2 separate regions of the Arabidopsis thaliana genome follow, and region 1 is linked to region 2. The links are chromatin contacts, called in public capture Hi-C maps. All regions are on one chromosome and are shown on one strand. The core of a region is the stretch at or near the end of the contact, and the rest is flanking DNA. Distances in the headings are between cores, read along the strand shown.

Region 1 (6,819 bases), core at 1,388-3,887, 37 kb before region 2:
TAAATTCAAGCCAGTTTTTATAAAGATCGTAAGTTAACAATTTATTCAGCATATTATCTAATCTCTTCCTCTCTCTTTATTTTGCTTGAATATTTATATATATCATGCAACATACATTTCAAACTATTCATAATCGATCTATTTAAGCTTCACTCAATCTGCACCCAAGCGGCTGAGCTTGGTATACCTGCATGCACCAGAAATATCATATAGTATCCCGGAGGAGCAATCTCAGCCGTTGATGGACCCAATGCACTGACTCTATAAGAATTTGTTAGCTGGTCACGCGTCACAGAGAGTAGCTTCAAGATTACCATCCTCTGATTCATCGCAAAGGAGTGTGTAGTGAAAGATGGTGCAACTATCCTCACAGAGAGAAGATCAACGGTCAGAAACTGAGCTATGGAGAAATCCACGTTAAACAATCTCTTGTAACTCAATACTTTGTCGCTTGTCAATAATATCTTGGGACGTATTGGGTCGGATGTGAAAAATAGATATGGTGGAGAATAAGCCTCGAGGCTTAAATCCGTTGGATACTCGACGTTGGTAAAGTTGTAATAAACGTGAGGATTACTTCCACCAACTAAAACCCGACCGTCTGGTAATAAAATCGCTGAGGAATGGTACATCCTAGGACGTGATGGTGTGGACATAACGGTGAAGAGATGATCAAACGGTTGATATATCACAGGTTGGATAATCGGGTCACGTGCTTTCTCCCAACCGGCCGTGCCAGCTCCGGCTCCGTTTACGATGATGACGTCACCTGTTGGTAAGAGTAGCATGTCTCCCATAACACGTGGCAATGGCATGGTTTCCATTTCCCAACTTGGACTCTGATCGGATAGTTTTAGCCTCCCGCATGTGGAGGTGGCACGTGTGAATCCACGTGAGAAGCCGCCTTTAGGAGAGCCTCCACATACCATTATCTCAACTTCTACGTTAGCATCGTTGGTATCATCTAATGGAAATAGTATAGAAGAACCACTGCTTGGATAGTTCCTTGGATCACCACCTGGAATCTCTGGAAACTCTTTCACGATTCGGTTCTTTTTGTAATCGAACACAATGGATCTTGTGTTAGCGAAGACAAATAAGTTTCCATCAGGTAAAAGATGTATGAACGGATATAAGTTGTTCTCGTTACTTCCATCTGAAGTTTCTCTAAGAAACTCAAGTCTTGAGCTTCTAGACCGAGAATCATGTCGGGGAAAAAGTTCATAGTTGAACTGTCTTCTTCCTCCGACCACAATGATCCGTCCATCGGGTAATATTTGGTTGGTGGCATACCATCTACGTTGGGATAGATACTGAGGAAACTCAATCCAATCACATGTATCACTATAACCACAAGGGCTAAACATTCGAGCAGCACGCTCACCATCGTTGTATCCACCGGTTTGAACCAATGTTCCGTTGGGAAGAACCGCACCAGAAGAACACCATGTATCTGTTTGGACATTCAAAGGACGGTATGTGTTGGAGACAACATCGTAGAGAACTGAGTGTGCGCTGCAATCGAACTTTTCTGCGGTGTCAGTAGGGTCGTAACGACATATGCCTCCGGGTAGAGAAACATTTGAGGTACCGAAATCGGTACGGTCGAACATTATAACCATGCCGTTGTGGAGGAGTTGCATGTGCATGGCGGATATACCGATGCTCGGTAGCAACATTTCCCACCGATCGAGTTGCAATAGAAAAGGGTTAGCTTGACCTTCGGATAATATGGCCATGGAGAGGCATAAGATGGTTGTAGCGACGATGAATGTATTTTTGGAGTTGATCATAGTGGTTGGTGGTTTCTTCCTTTGTTCTTGGTTTGATGGTGAATTTTAAGTTAGAGGTTGGTTTATCTATTTTCTTGTTGAAGAGTAGTATGGTTGGAGTAATACGTCCAATTATATATTCTTTCACATAAAATTGTTATTTTTATTAGATTGACGATTCTTGTTTTATATATTTAATTTGGAATTTTGGACAAGCAAACTCTTTGACTCTACTACATTCATGCCGGAGTTTTAGACAGTCTTTAAGAAAACGTAGTAGAATTGCATCAAACTATAGATAGTTTTAATCAAATTAAAGGATGTAATATTTTCTTTCTAAATTCTGGTATCATCACTCTTTGAAATTGTCGTAATATTTGGAAATAAATAAGTAAGGAACACATATAATAAATAAGTATGAAATGAATAGAGAAAACAATGTACACCTGCATGATGATTTCTATAATTCCGCAAGTTGCAAAGAGAATGCCCAAAAAAAAAAACTTAAGAAATTATCAGACAAATATTTCCTTATTCTTATATGTTTATAAATCAAAATGACAAAAATATCACTCACTTACAAAAATATCACCTTAAGAATGTCTCCATAGACCGGCTGATCAAAATCTAAAAAACAAAAAAGCTGGAACTTTGGGAGTAAATTGCTCAGCCTCAAGAATGTCTCCATATATACATACTCGGCAGAATGTCTCCGTAAATTTTGAATTACAGCATTCAATTATGGCATGTTAACAAAACGCTGACTTTTTAAATTCAGTTTAGTTCTTGCTTTGTGTTAAGACCGGTTTTAGTCTCGGTTTAACCAAATTAATTTCATTACATATTTCATGTAAAGGTCAAAATGGTCATTTTAGTTCACCTGAGCTCAGTTTGAAAAAAGGTCTTCCTCAGGTTTCCCCATACTCAAGTGCCGGCGAACCCTAAGACTTTTGATACCTCTTCTCTTCTCTCTCTTCGAAGATGTCTCTCTCTTCCCTCACTCTCGACTCCAATCCAAGATTCGCTGTTGGTGGACCTTATCACCGCCGTTATCCTCCTCTTCACCACCCTCGAAGCTTCGTCTCTTGCTCTGCTAAACGTCCAGCTGTCTCCGCTTCACTGAGCGTCGCCGCTGATTCAGCCGCCACTGAGTCTCTTGGACGGATTGGATCACTGAGTCAAGTATCTGGTGTACTCGGTTGCCAATGGGGAGATGAAGGTAAAGGCAAACTCGTTGACATCTTAGCCCAACACTTTGACATCGTTGCTCGTTGTCAGGTAAAGTTTACATTTTTACCTTTTTCATATTCCTTATGAACTTTTCGTAAAGATTAAGGATTTAATCTGTGTTTGCAATTGGAGATTTGTGAACATTTTGAATTGAATTTGTTGATTCTTTTACTAAGTTTCTGTTCCTGATTTGATTGTTCCGGCAAAGTTTAAGTCTTTTTGTTTGAATATTGTGGTTTGGTTACCGTAGGGTGGAGCTAATGCTGGACACACTATATACAATTCAGAGGGAAAGAAATTTGCACTTCACCTTGTGCCTTCAGGTATCCTGAATGAGGATACTACTTGTGTCATTGGAAACGGAGTTGTGGTGCATTTGCCAGGTCTCTTCAAAGAGATTGATGGTTTGGAGTCCAATGGTGTCTCCTGTAAAGGAAGGATTTTGGTCTCTGATCGCGCTCACTTGTTATTCGATTTCCATCAAGAGGTTGATGGGCTCAGGGAATCTGAGCTTGCCAAGTCGTTCATTGGCACCACCAAGAGGGGAATTGGTCCTGCCTACTCTAGTAAAGTGATAAGGAATGGTATTAGAGTAGGTGATCTCAGGCACATGGATACTTTACCTCAAAAGCTTGACCTTTTACTATCAGATGCAGCGGCAAGGTTTCAAGGGTTCAAGTATACTCCTGAAATGCTTCGGGAAGAAGTTGAAGCATACAAGAGATACGCTGACAGATTGGAGCCCTACATTACTGACACTGTCCATTTCATCAATGACTCGATTTCGCAGAAGAAAAAGGTTTTGGTCGAAGGTGGTCAAGCTACAATGTTGGACATTGACTTTGGGACTTATCCTTTTGTTACTTCCTCCAGCCCCTCAGCCGGTGGGATCTGCACAGGTCTTGGTATTGCACCAAGTGTTGTTGGTGATCTAATTGGAGTGGTAAGCATCATTTTCAGTCATAGACTTGACTTTCTGCATTGGCCATTATTTAACCTATGTTGTTCTGAGTTAGTAGTATTGATGTTCCCCATACATTTGCCATTTACTCTTTGATAACATAATCTGCAAGCAATGACAGAGATATGAAAGCATTGTGATGATCCTGTTATTTCAGGTAAAAGCATACACTACAAGAGTTGGTTCAGGTCCATTCCCGACAGAAAATTTGGGCACAGGTGGTGACCTTCTTAGGTTAGCTGGACAGGAGTTTGGCACTACAACTGGTCGTCCTCGTCGGTGTGGCTGGCTTGACATTGTTGCCCTGAAATTTTCTTGCCAAATCAATGGATTTGCATCACTTAATCTCACTAAGCTTGATGTACTTTCGGATCTGAACGAAATCCAGCTGGGTGTGGCTTACAAGAGGAGTGACGGCACCCCTGTTAAATCATTCCCTGGTGATCTTCGTCTTCTCGAAGAACTGCATGTAAGTACCGTTCTCTGACATATGTCTGACTGTCTCCTTTTATGAATAGGGCAACTTCTCTTGTTATTAATTTGGTTATAAAGAATCTGACAGGCACATCATTTGGCTCTATTTGTTCATAAAGTATCTGATAAAGTCCTGAAAACAGAGTTTAATCTTATTGTCTAGGAAATGGTACTTATTACTTATTGTTGGGATGATGAATAACTTTCTATACTTGTGCAAATGTTTGTAGGTGGAGTATGAAGTCTTACCTGGGTGGAAGTCTGACATATCCTCGGTCAGAAACTACTCTGATCTTCCAAAGGCTGCTCAGCAATATGTTGAGAGGATTGAAGAACTCGTGGGTGTGCCCATTCATTACATTGGTATTGGGCCCGGTCGTGATGCCCTTATATATAAATGATTTTTAGTGTTAGGCTTTTTTGGTTCCTCCACAAACTCAAAAATTGATCAAGTGTCAAGTTACTGAGAATTATTACTCTCTTTGGAATGACTAGTGTATCTGTTGCATTGTTTCTAATATTGGAATGAAGAGGAATTCTGTGCTTAAGCAGTGAGGTTGCTATATTCATAATGTTTAAGCTTTCGTGTTTGATCTTACTCTATTCGTTCCATTGATAAGAGATCCTTTTATGTCTTAAACCTGAGAAAGTCGTGAAGGTTCATTGTAGCTGCTGTTTATGCTTGTTGAATATCTGTGGATGTTATCTATACTTAGCAAATTTCTTCAGATTTTGATCAGTGCTGGCAGGTGAAACTTTCTGGTGGGAGTTTATGCATCGTGTGATATGTCTCTAGGTTATTCAGTTTTGTTGTTTTCTTTTCTCGACAGAAAGTTTGCGTTGGTCAGTTCGAAGGCGAATCTTAAAAATTTGTTCATACCATCATGATCTTTATTTATTGATCATGAGTTTCTAGTATTATTGAGATATTAGATGTGATCTCCATGAAAGGGGATATGATAGGTAAGCTTTTTTGCATTGTTACTTGCACAAAACATATCATTCTATTAGGGCCGTGACTTTCACTTACTATTTAAACTATCGAGCTAAAGGATAGCGAAAAAATGAACATGCTTCATTAATATACCAAAAAAAGCGAACAACTCGGTTGTACACTGACTCACTTTATTGCTGCATAATAAAAGACTGCACTCTCACTACCTATGTCTCTTTTCCAAAACGCTACACTAAATCCAAAACCATTTGTGTACTTCTGAATCTTGATCTACCTTAAATTGCTTTTACTCAATCTAAGCTTCCGTAGTAGTCCCAGATGGAAGGGAAGGATACATCATCCTCAAAATCATAGCTTCCGAAGTTGCTGGAGTCAAATTGCATAGTTGTGGTTTCACTTCTTGGCATCTCGATCAGGGTATCCCAGCTGAAATTCTCAGTTCTGAAAGGACTTCCAGTTTCTTCTTGCTCGTTCCATGGTGGAGGGGAATGACACTCTGCTACCTCACTTGGTTCTGCTTCATTTTCATCCTTCAAGATTCCTAGTTGCTGAAGAAACTCGGTCAGGTCGATCTCTGGTTTCTTCTGATCACCACCTTCGAACATATTGTCTGTTTCTCCCTTGCTGGTCTTCTCATCAAGAAAGCTAGTATTAGTTTTTGATTCGGTGGAGGAAGAACTAGAAGAATAGGATTGAGATAAAAGTCCAGTTTTCTTGAGTTCTTCTAGTCTTTGCTGGATTATGTGAACACTAGGCTGAGCATTCACGTTTAGCATACCACATGAAGGAAACATAGATATAAACTTCCTTGAAGGTACCCATTTGAACCTCTGAGAGTTACTCAGAGAAGGTCTTGTATTCCGCTGAAGATGAGGTAAGTTGAGGTATGCGTCGTGCCCATAGAGTTTCAAGGCAGCCTCATCATAAGCCATAGCTGCTTCTTCAGCTGTAGCGAAAGAGCCAAGCCAAAGTCTTGCCCTCTTCTTGGGCTCTCTGATCTCAGCCACCCATTTGCCCCAAGTCCTTTGCCTGACTCCACGGTACTGACAAAGAGCGTTTTGTGGACCGCCTTTACCCCGAGCAGGACCCTTCTTCCATTGTTTCATTGAGGATGATTTCTCCATTTGTGTTGTAGTGGAGAAGAAGATTGATAGTGAAGAAGGAAGAAGAGGATATGATAATGGAGCTTAGAAAGAGTATGTGAGTGCTTAAATAATGTCACGGTTCGCTTCAATTCCTAGAGAATTGCTTTTTTCACCCGCGCATGTGACCGTTGCTTTTCTCATATTCTGTTATTTTCAAAAGAAAAAAAAAAAAAAAAACTTTTAACCATTTTTGATCTCAACTTCATATTTATATAATTCTTCTACCTAGGCTCAAACTAGAATAATATAATCCCTAGTTCTTGGTGTCCCCTGCATTCCAAA
Region 2 (6,886 bases), core at 4,203-6,702:
AACAAGACATGATTTTGACCAAAACATCAATCCTTCAATTTTGAATACTGGAAAGTGGATAAGGACATCAATTGGGTTTTTTGTCCTCATCTCTTTTGAACATTCTCTTTTGCGTTATTCCAATACTTTGTACAAAGACGAGTCCACTATGACCATTTGGGTAAAGAATATTAAGAATCAATGTATAAACCATGCTATATGAATTTCATCGGCTATGAATTGTCAACTCAGTTTGGTCTGATTCGAGCTTTGAATATGAAGGTTATCTTGGTTTAAAGTATTCAATTCAGTAAAAGACAAAAGCTGAACCGATCTAACATTTCTAAAAATAAAGCTTAACGTCACTAAAATAATTCTTATTCAAAAAAAATCTTAAAGGTTTAACTATTATTATTTTCTTAGTATATGAAATTTCTCAAATAAATATTAAGAGTTAGTTATTTACACCCAAAAAAATTCCACAGCCAACAAATCGACCTTACAATACAAAAATACACATGTCTAAAGAGTGTGTGGTTGGTAAAATATTGGAATCCAAACTTCAAGGAGGCTCACGAAATTATGATCTTTTGGCTAATTCATTTTTGAATTGAATCCCACTTTTTTTTTGGAGGTTATATGTGTTTGAACTTTCGAAATTTGATTCCATATAAAGATTCATTAGTTTTGGACTCAACAGGAATCATGTATATATATTGGCATAGGTCCTTTATGTATTAGTTTGGTTGTTTCGCATTTTTTATACTACATAGGAAAAATAGTTCAAGTCGTACGTCTTGCACCAAATTTAAGACAAAAAAAGTTAGGCCTATATAAATTTGAAAAACCGTGATAAAATTTTGGTAACTGTTGAAAATAAAAACATGTTCAGGGATATATGGCCTAAAACCAAACTTTTCGGATCATGAAAATAAGATTACAGGAGATGAACAAGAAAAAAGTTAAGAACAAATATTTCATAGAAAACAGAATTGTATACCAAAGTGATCCAGGTAAGATTTCATTTCAGTTTGATTTATTACTGCCTCTCTCTTTTTTTGTAAACCAGAAAGATAATGTCCAAGACTATTTGATGGATGTATAAGACAACGTCGTGGACTAGGTCGTGGTCTTCTCGTGGATGCTAACCTAAACGTGTTTCCGACGTCACTACCACATAGTGTCAATAATTTTGTTAGTTTTCGAGTCGTTTCCTAAAATCAAGCGTGCGAACCTTTTATTTCTACGTTGACAAGTTTCTAACAATCCTAATTGTTTATTGGTAATACCGTATACGTCAATTTCACTATACGATATGTCAACCAAAAGAAAAACACATCTAGCCGTATGACATGATCAAAATTCAAAACTACTTGATTGGGCTCTAAAGAAAATGTGATCATTAGTAGCCCACAACGGCCCATTTTTGTGTAATCCATTACGGCCTTATATTGGCTTGAGCTTCTGCTCTCTCTCCCTTCCCTTGTTACACACACAAACTATCATTGGAGCTTGATTCGGAGAATAAATTTAACTCAACCTCTCTCCCTTTTTTAAGAAAAACAAAACACCAATTTAGGGAGTAATCAGAAAATGACAAGAAATAATATAATTAGCAATTTAGTAAAACGAATATAATCTGATATGCAATTTAGTACGTGGCGTCTGTCCAGTGGGATTTCCGAGCACATTCATGAAGCTGACGTGAGTAGCTTCTTCTCGCGGGAATACACTACCACTCACTTAATGCCACGTAGATAATCTTTGCTATAACAAGACACGTGTCAAAAGCACTATCTCCATTTTTCGTGGTCGGTCCTATTTTGCCGACACTTCCCTCACTACGATATATCTATTTTTCTATCTTCATCAGTATTTTCTAATTAAAGATCTCTGACGATGCTCTCAAATATTAAAAAAAATTGTACCGAATTTATGTTACAGTTTCAAAAATTAAAACAAGCAATTAAAATAAGCAATGTCTTGCTAAATATCTTGAAAGACACACGTCTTCATAAATGTAGTGGCACATTTACTGGACCAACGTAGCTTTCATGGAAAAGACTTTACACTTGTTATAATTTTGCCTCTCATGTAAACTAAACGTTTTAATTCGTTACACGAATTATTAAAACCTAATCATTGATTATTTATTCCTGACCTTGTTTCTTCTCCTTCCATCACCTAATTATAATCAGACCTAAACTAGCTAATTACAACACTCCACTACTACTACTACTACAACTCTTCTGATGTTGACTTTGTACGGTCAAGAAAGGTCACCGGAGAACTCCACCACAAGTACGACCGATGCTTCCGATCGCCGGGATGAGACGCCGTCGTCGGAGATAGTCGTGAGAGATATTCACGCGATGACGACGACGACAGAGCTTACTCGGCCACAACAAAGGGGATCAGGAGGAGGATACTTGTCTCCGTCGAGGTCTATTGCTTTTAGCGACGGAACTACTTCTTCCGGTGAGAATTTCACCACCGTGAGCAGAGAGTTCAACGCTCTAGTCATCGCCGGATCTTCCATGGACAACAACAGTAACGGAACTAACCAATCAGGTGGTCATCGTGACGTCATACGTGATGAAAGAAACGAGCTGACTAGGATCGGCGAAAACGATGACGTTGGTGATCATGGTCAGGTGCCTGAGGAGGATTCAAATCCATGGGCGATTGTACCGGACGATTACAACAACCGGGACGGTTCAGAGAATAATATTGTGTTGGCGTCATCAGGTGGTCAGAACCGGATGGTGACGACTGCTTCGGTGCAGAGGGTGAAGAGAGAAGAGGTGGAAGCAAAGATAACGGCGTGGCAAACGGCGAAGGTGGCTAAGATTAATAATAGGTTTAAGAGACAAGACGCCGTTATTAACGGTTGGTTGAATGAGCAGGTTCATAGAGCTAACTCTTGGATGAAGAAAATCGAGGTGACTCATTTTTTTCTATTTTACGAATATCTTAGTTAGATCCGATCGATTAAGAGAACAAGATGACTTATAACATGCTTTTCTTGAAACTGTTTGCTTTTACATGTATAACAAAATAATTTAGAAAAACTATGTAACGTTTTCAAATTGCAAACGATAAACGTGGACAAGCGTTTTTTACAAATTATAAAATGCATATTTTATCCAACCAAAAAAAAAAAATCAAAATGTAAGAATTATGGGTTTATTTGAAAAAAAAGCAGAAACACAAATAAACGATAGATCCTTGAATGGTGGTGATATATCAAATATTTGAAATGTGATAAAGCTATCCAAAAGACTGACTAAATAGACGTCGATGTTGTCTTTGGAATAATAGATTATGCGATTGATACATATATGTGGATGCAGAGGAAACTGGAAGATAGGAGAGCGAAGGCGATGGAGAAAACACAAAACAAAGTGGCAAAAGCTCAGAGGAAGGCGGAGGAGAGGAGAGCCACGGCGGAAGGTAAACGAGGGACGGAGGTTGCGAGGGTTCTTGAAGTTGCTAATCTCATGAGAGCCGTTGGACGACCTCCGGCCAAACGATCATTCTTCTCTCTTTCCTAGCTAAGCTATTACTAGTTTTAGTTACATCCAAATGTCTCAATATATATAGGCTACCATTTTCTGTTGGGAATCAATGTGTATATAACTATATATAGAATGTAAGAGTTTTAAAGGTACTGATATATTTTGTAATTGTATGCTTTTTTCTTTGTCTGCACCACATAAAAACTAATAAAATGTTATTTGTAAGCCAAGAAAATTGTTTACATGTATTGTTTTGTCATTCCATCTGCTGAGACTGATACGACTAAAGAGTTAAAGAAAAGAAAAAAAAGGTTCAAGCTCTTACTTAGTTTCCAGCTCTGTTCATTTAATTACTCTCTCTACCTTGGCCTGTCACTCATGTGTTTAAGAGCTTTAACAAAAATGTAATTTAAGACGCCACAATTTACTAATTCAGGCTGCAAAGCTCGAAACCCTACGTATTTCAGGAATGGAATTTCGAACCCACTAAAATCTTGCTCAGACGAGTCTAAAACCTTTTTGCATACAACTTGTATGTATTTCTTACCACACTCTTACGGTGAACAAAACATAGACCTTATACACACAAGTGCAAGAAAGAGAGAAGTAAAGAGATTTTGAGATGGGCTGATTAAGAAAGGCTTATTTTCGGTTTTTGCTTCTGCCATAATGGGCCTACATACCCTTTTTTTTTTTTGGTAGAAATCTACATACCCTTTCTTTGTTAACTCTCCTATTTATTTGTCCATCAATATCATAGATATATTTTGTTTTGGTCGTTTTAACAAACAAGACTCAGTCTTTGGTAAATGATCAAATACTAAAGAAAATAGAGTGTACTGTATAAAACCCCTCATTTCTTGCCTAATTATATATTGCACTTAACTCTCTTTTTTAGTAACGGTAATCTAAGTAAACAAATTACAAATTGAATCATTGACTTGGTAGGAGTAAGACAAACACTCGTGTAAGGAAAGGAATGTCCATCAGGAGCTTTGATATTAATTTAGAGGCATTTGATAAAGTATCTTACCACATTCATACTCCGTTGACTTTGCTAATTATTTTATATATAAACTAACTCTAAAGTAAAATTTTAAGTATTTATGTTACTTTTAAATACAGGTTTCGACCCAATTGCACATATATCTGTAATCTGAACAATTATTAAATTAGTTGACAAAAAAATAAAAATAAATTTATTTCTATATCAGTTAAATTTTGATAAATCAAAATGCGTTTATCGATTTGTTGGTAGAAGTTTTATAGTGCAAAACCAAAATCATCAACTTGACAGAAAAAGCAAATAACTTTGAGTAATTACATATGTTGGTTGTTTTGTATCGAAGTCAAAAAAATTAGTTAGTTGGGTCCGACGAAAGTGATTAAAAAGAGTCAAAATCGCCGTGTTTGACCTTTTAATTATAAAAAAAAAACAGAACATAAAATAAAGGTGGCCGCTTATTTATGAACCCAAACACGAGCGTATTTACGGTTTCACCCTTAACTTTTTTTTATTTCCAAGGCGCTTAGTTTAAGAACGTGTCACAGACTCCGCTTTCTGTTTAATCCATGAGGTAAAATTCCTGAAACACCCCTGTCTTCGTAATTATTTGTATGATTCATTTCACAGATATATATTTATTTGGTGCTAGAATTTTGTTAGACATTCTATAAAAATAAAGAGTTTTCTAAAATTAAAATGAACAAAAATATTCTAAAAATAAAAAAAATTCTGCAGGAGTTTGAAAAAAAACAATTGGTGGACATTTAACTATTTAAGCCTTAATTTTTTTTGTCGGCATTTAAGCCTTAACTTAAGATCACATATATTCACCAAAAATAATTAAAATCACATATAGGGGTAATATTGTCAATAGTAATTTGGTAAAGCTGAAGGCATTTTGATTTCACATTAGAGTAATGTAATAGTAAGAAACATTCTTTGAAAATTAAAAATTTAAAGTGAAAAAAAGAAACAGACAAAAAAAGAAAAAAAAACAATCATAGAGCAGCTGGAGAAGAAGGGAGGGAAGAAGATTCTCTTGACCTTCCTTCCATCATCATCTCTCTCTCTCTCTCTGTAATTAATTTTTCGCAATTTTAATTTTCGAACAAATGATTTGACGTTCTTCTTGGTATTCACGCGTTGAAAATTTCCACCCTTTCATATATTGTTCTTCACCTCCTTCGTTTTTTTCTCATCCATCTCTTCCAGAATTCTCTTAAAGTTTCCTACTTTCCTGGAATTTCGTCCTCAATCTCTCAAGTTTCATCGGTTTTGATTTGGGTTTGATCGGAAAAGTCATGGGTAATTGTTGCGGAACAGCAGGATCATTGGCTCAAAACGATAACAAACCCAAAAAAGGAAGGAAGAAGCAAAACCCTTTCTCGATTGATTACGGTCTTCACCACGGTGGTGGAGATGGAGGTGGAAGACCTCTTAAGCTTATCGTTTTGAATGATCCAACAGGTCGTGAGATCGAGTCTAAATACACGTTGGGGAGAGAGCTAGGTCGTGGAGAATTCGGTGTTACGTATCTATGTACTGATAAGGAGACAGACGACGTTTTTGCTTGTAAATCGATTTTGAAGAAGAAGCTGAGGACAGCTGTTGATATTGAAGATGTTAGGAGAGAGGTTGAGATTATGAGGCATATGCCTGAGCATCCTAATGTTGTTACTTTGAAGGAGACTTATGAGGATGAGCATGCTGTTCATTTGGTTATGGAGCTTTGTGAAGGTGGTGAATTGTTTGATAGGATTGTTGCTAGAGGGCATTATACTGAGAGAGCTGCTGCTGCTGTCACTAAGACCATCATGGAAGTTGTTCAGGTTCGTCAAGGTTTTTTTGCTGTTTATTGTATCTCTTTAGTCTTTACTTGTTGCAGAATTGCAATGGCCTCGTATAATGTCTTGGTTTGTTACTGGTTTCAGTTTCTTGGACATTATTGACTTGTAGCATTGCTTTAAAGGGCTCAATTTGCTGCAGAAAGATTCAAAATTCGTTTCTTTTCATGTAAATTGAAAGTCTTGTGGAGTGATTTTAGATGTGAGATTAATGAGTGTGTTCTTGCAGGTGTGTCATAAGCATGGGGTAATGCACAGGGACCTGAAACCTGAGAACTTCTTGTTTGGAAACAAGAAGGAGACTGCACCTCTTAAGGCGATTGATTTTGGTCTCTCTGTTTTCTTTAAACCAGGTAATGTGGTCTTTCTGCTCAGTAGATAGCTGATTGCTTTGTGGTTTGTCAATAATCTTAACCCACACCGTTATTTTCTTTGCAGGCGAGAGGTTTAACGAAATCGTTGGTAGTCCGTACTACATGGCTCCCGAGGTGCTAAAACGGAATTATGGTCCAGAAGTTGATATTTGGAGTGCAGGTGTA

The links. Capture Hi-C pulls out chosen DNA fragments and counts their contacts.
Region 1: a contact with region 2 is called in a capture Hi-C map of root, with 2.0 times the contacts expected there. The contact joins the promoter of ADSS here to the promoter of CPK32 in region 2. A contact is called at or near these places in 2 of 26 Hi-C or Micro-C datasets (root and seedling), 1 of 2 datasets of contacts at active chromatin or transcription factors (shoot) and 2 of 3 other capture datasets (root and seedling).

The regions. Positions count from the first base shown.
Region 1 is chr3:21,332,538-21,339,356 of TAIR10.1, reverse strand. It overlaps ADSS (adenylosuccinate synthase), which reads left to right and starts at 2,637. Exons shown (of 4, transcript NM_115621.5): 1 at 2,637-3,050; 2 at 3,253-3,945; 3 at 4,121-4,432; 4 at 4,668-5,166. The coding sequence starts at 2,754. The coding sequence ends at 4,838. AT3G57620 (glyoxal oxidase-related protein) reads right to left here and starts at 1,824. Exons shown (of 1, transcript NM_115622.3): 1 at 56-1,824. The coding sequence starts at 1,793. The coding sequence ends at 150. AT3G57600 (Integrase-type DNA-binding superfamily protein) reads right to left here and starts at 6,583. Exons shown (of 1, transcript NM_115620.2): 1 at 5,439-6,583. The coding sequence starts at 6,516. The coding sequence ends at 5,683. AT3G57630 (exostosin family protein) reads left to right here. Exons shown (of 14, transcript NM_115623.6): 14 at 1-83.
Region 2 is chr3:21,298,270-21,305,155 of TAIR10.1, reverse strand. CPK32 (calcium-dependent protein kinase 32) reads left to right here and starts at 5,452. Exons shown (of 8, transcript NM_115613.4): 1 at 5,452-6,332; 2 at 6,577-6,700; 3 at 6,786-6,886. The coding sequence starts at 5,805. AT3G57540 (Remorin family protein) reads left to right here and starts at 1,926. Exons shown (of 2, transcript NM_115614.3): 1 at 1,926-2,921; 2 at 3,333-3,759. The coding sequence starts at 2,232. The coding sequence ends at 3,533.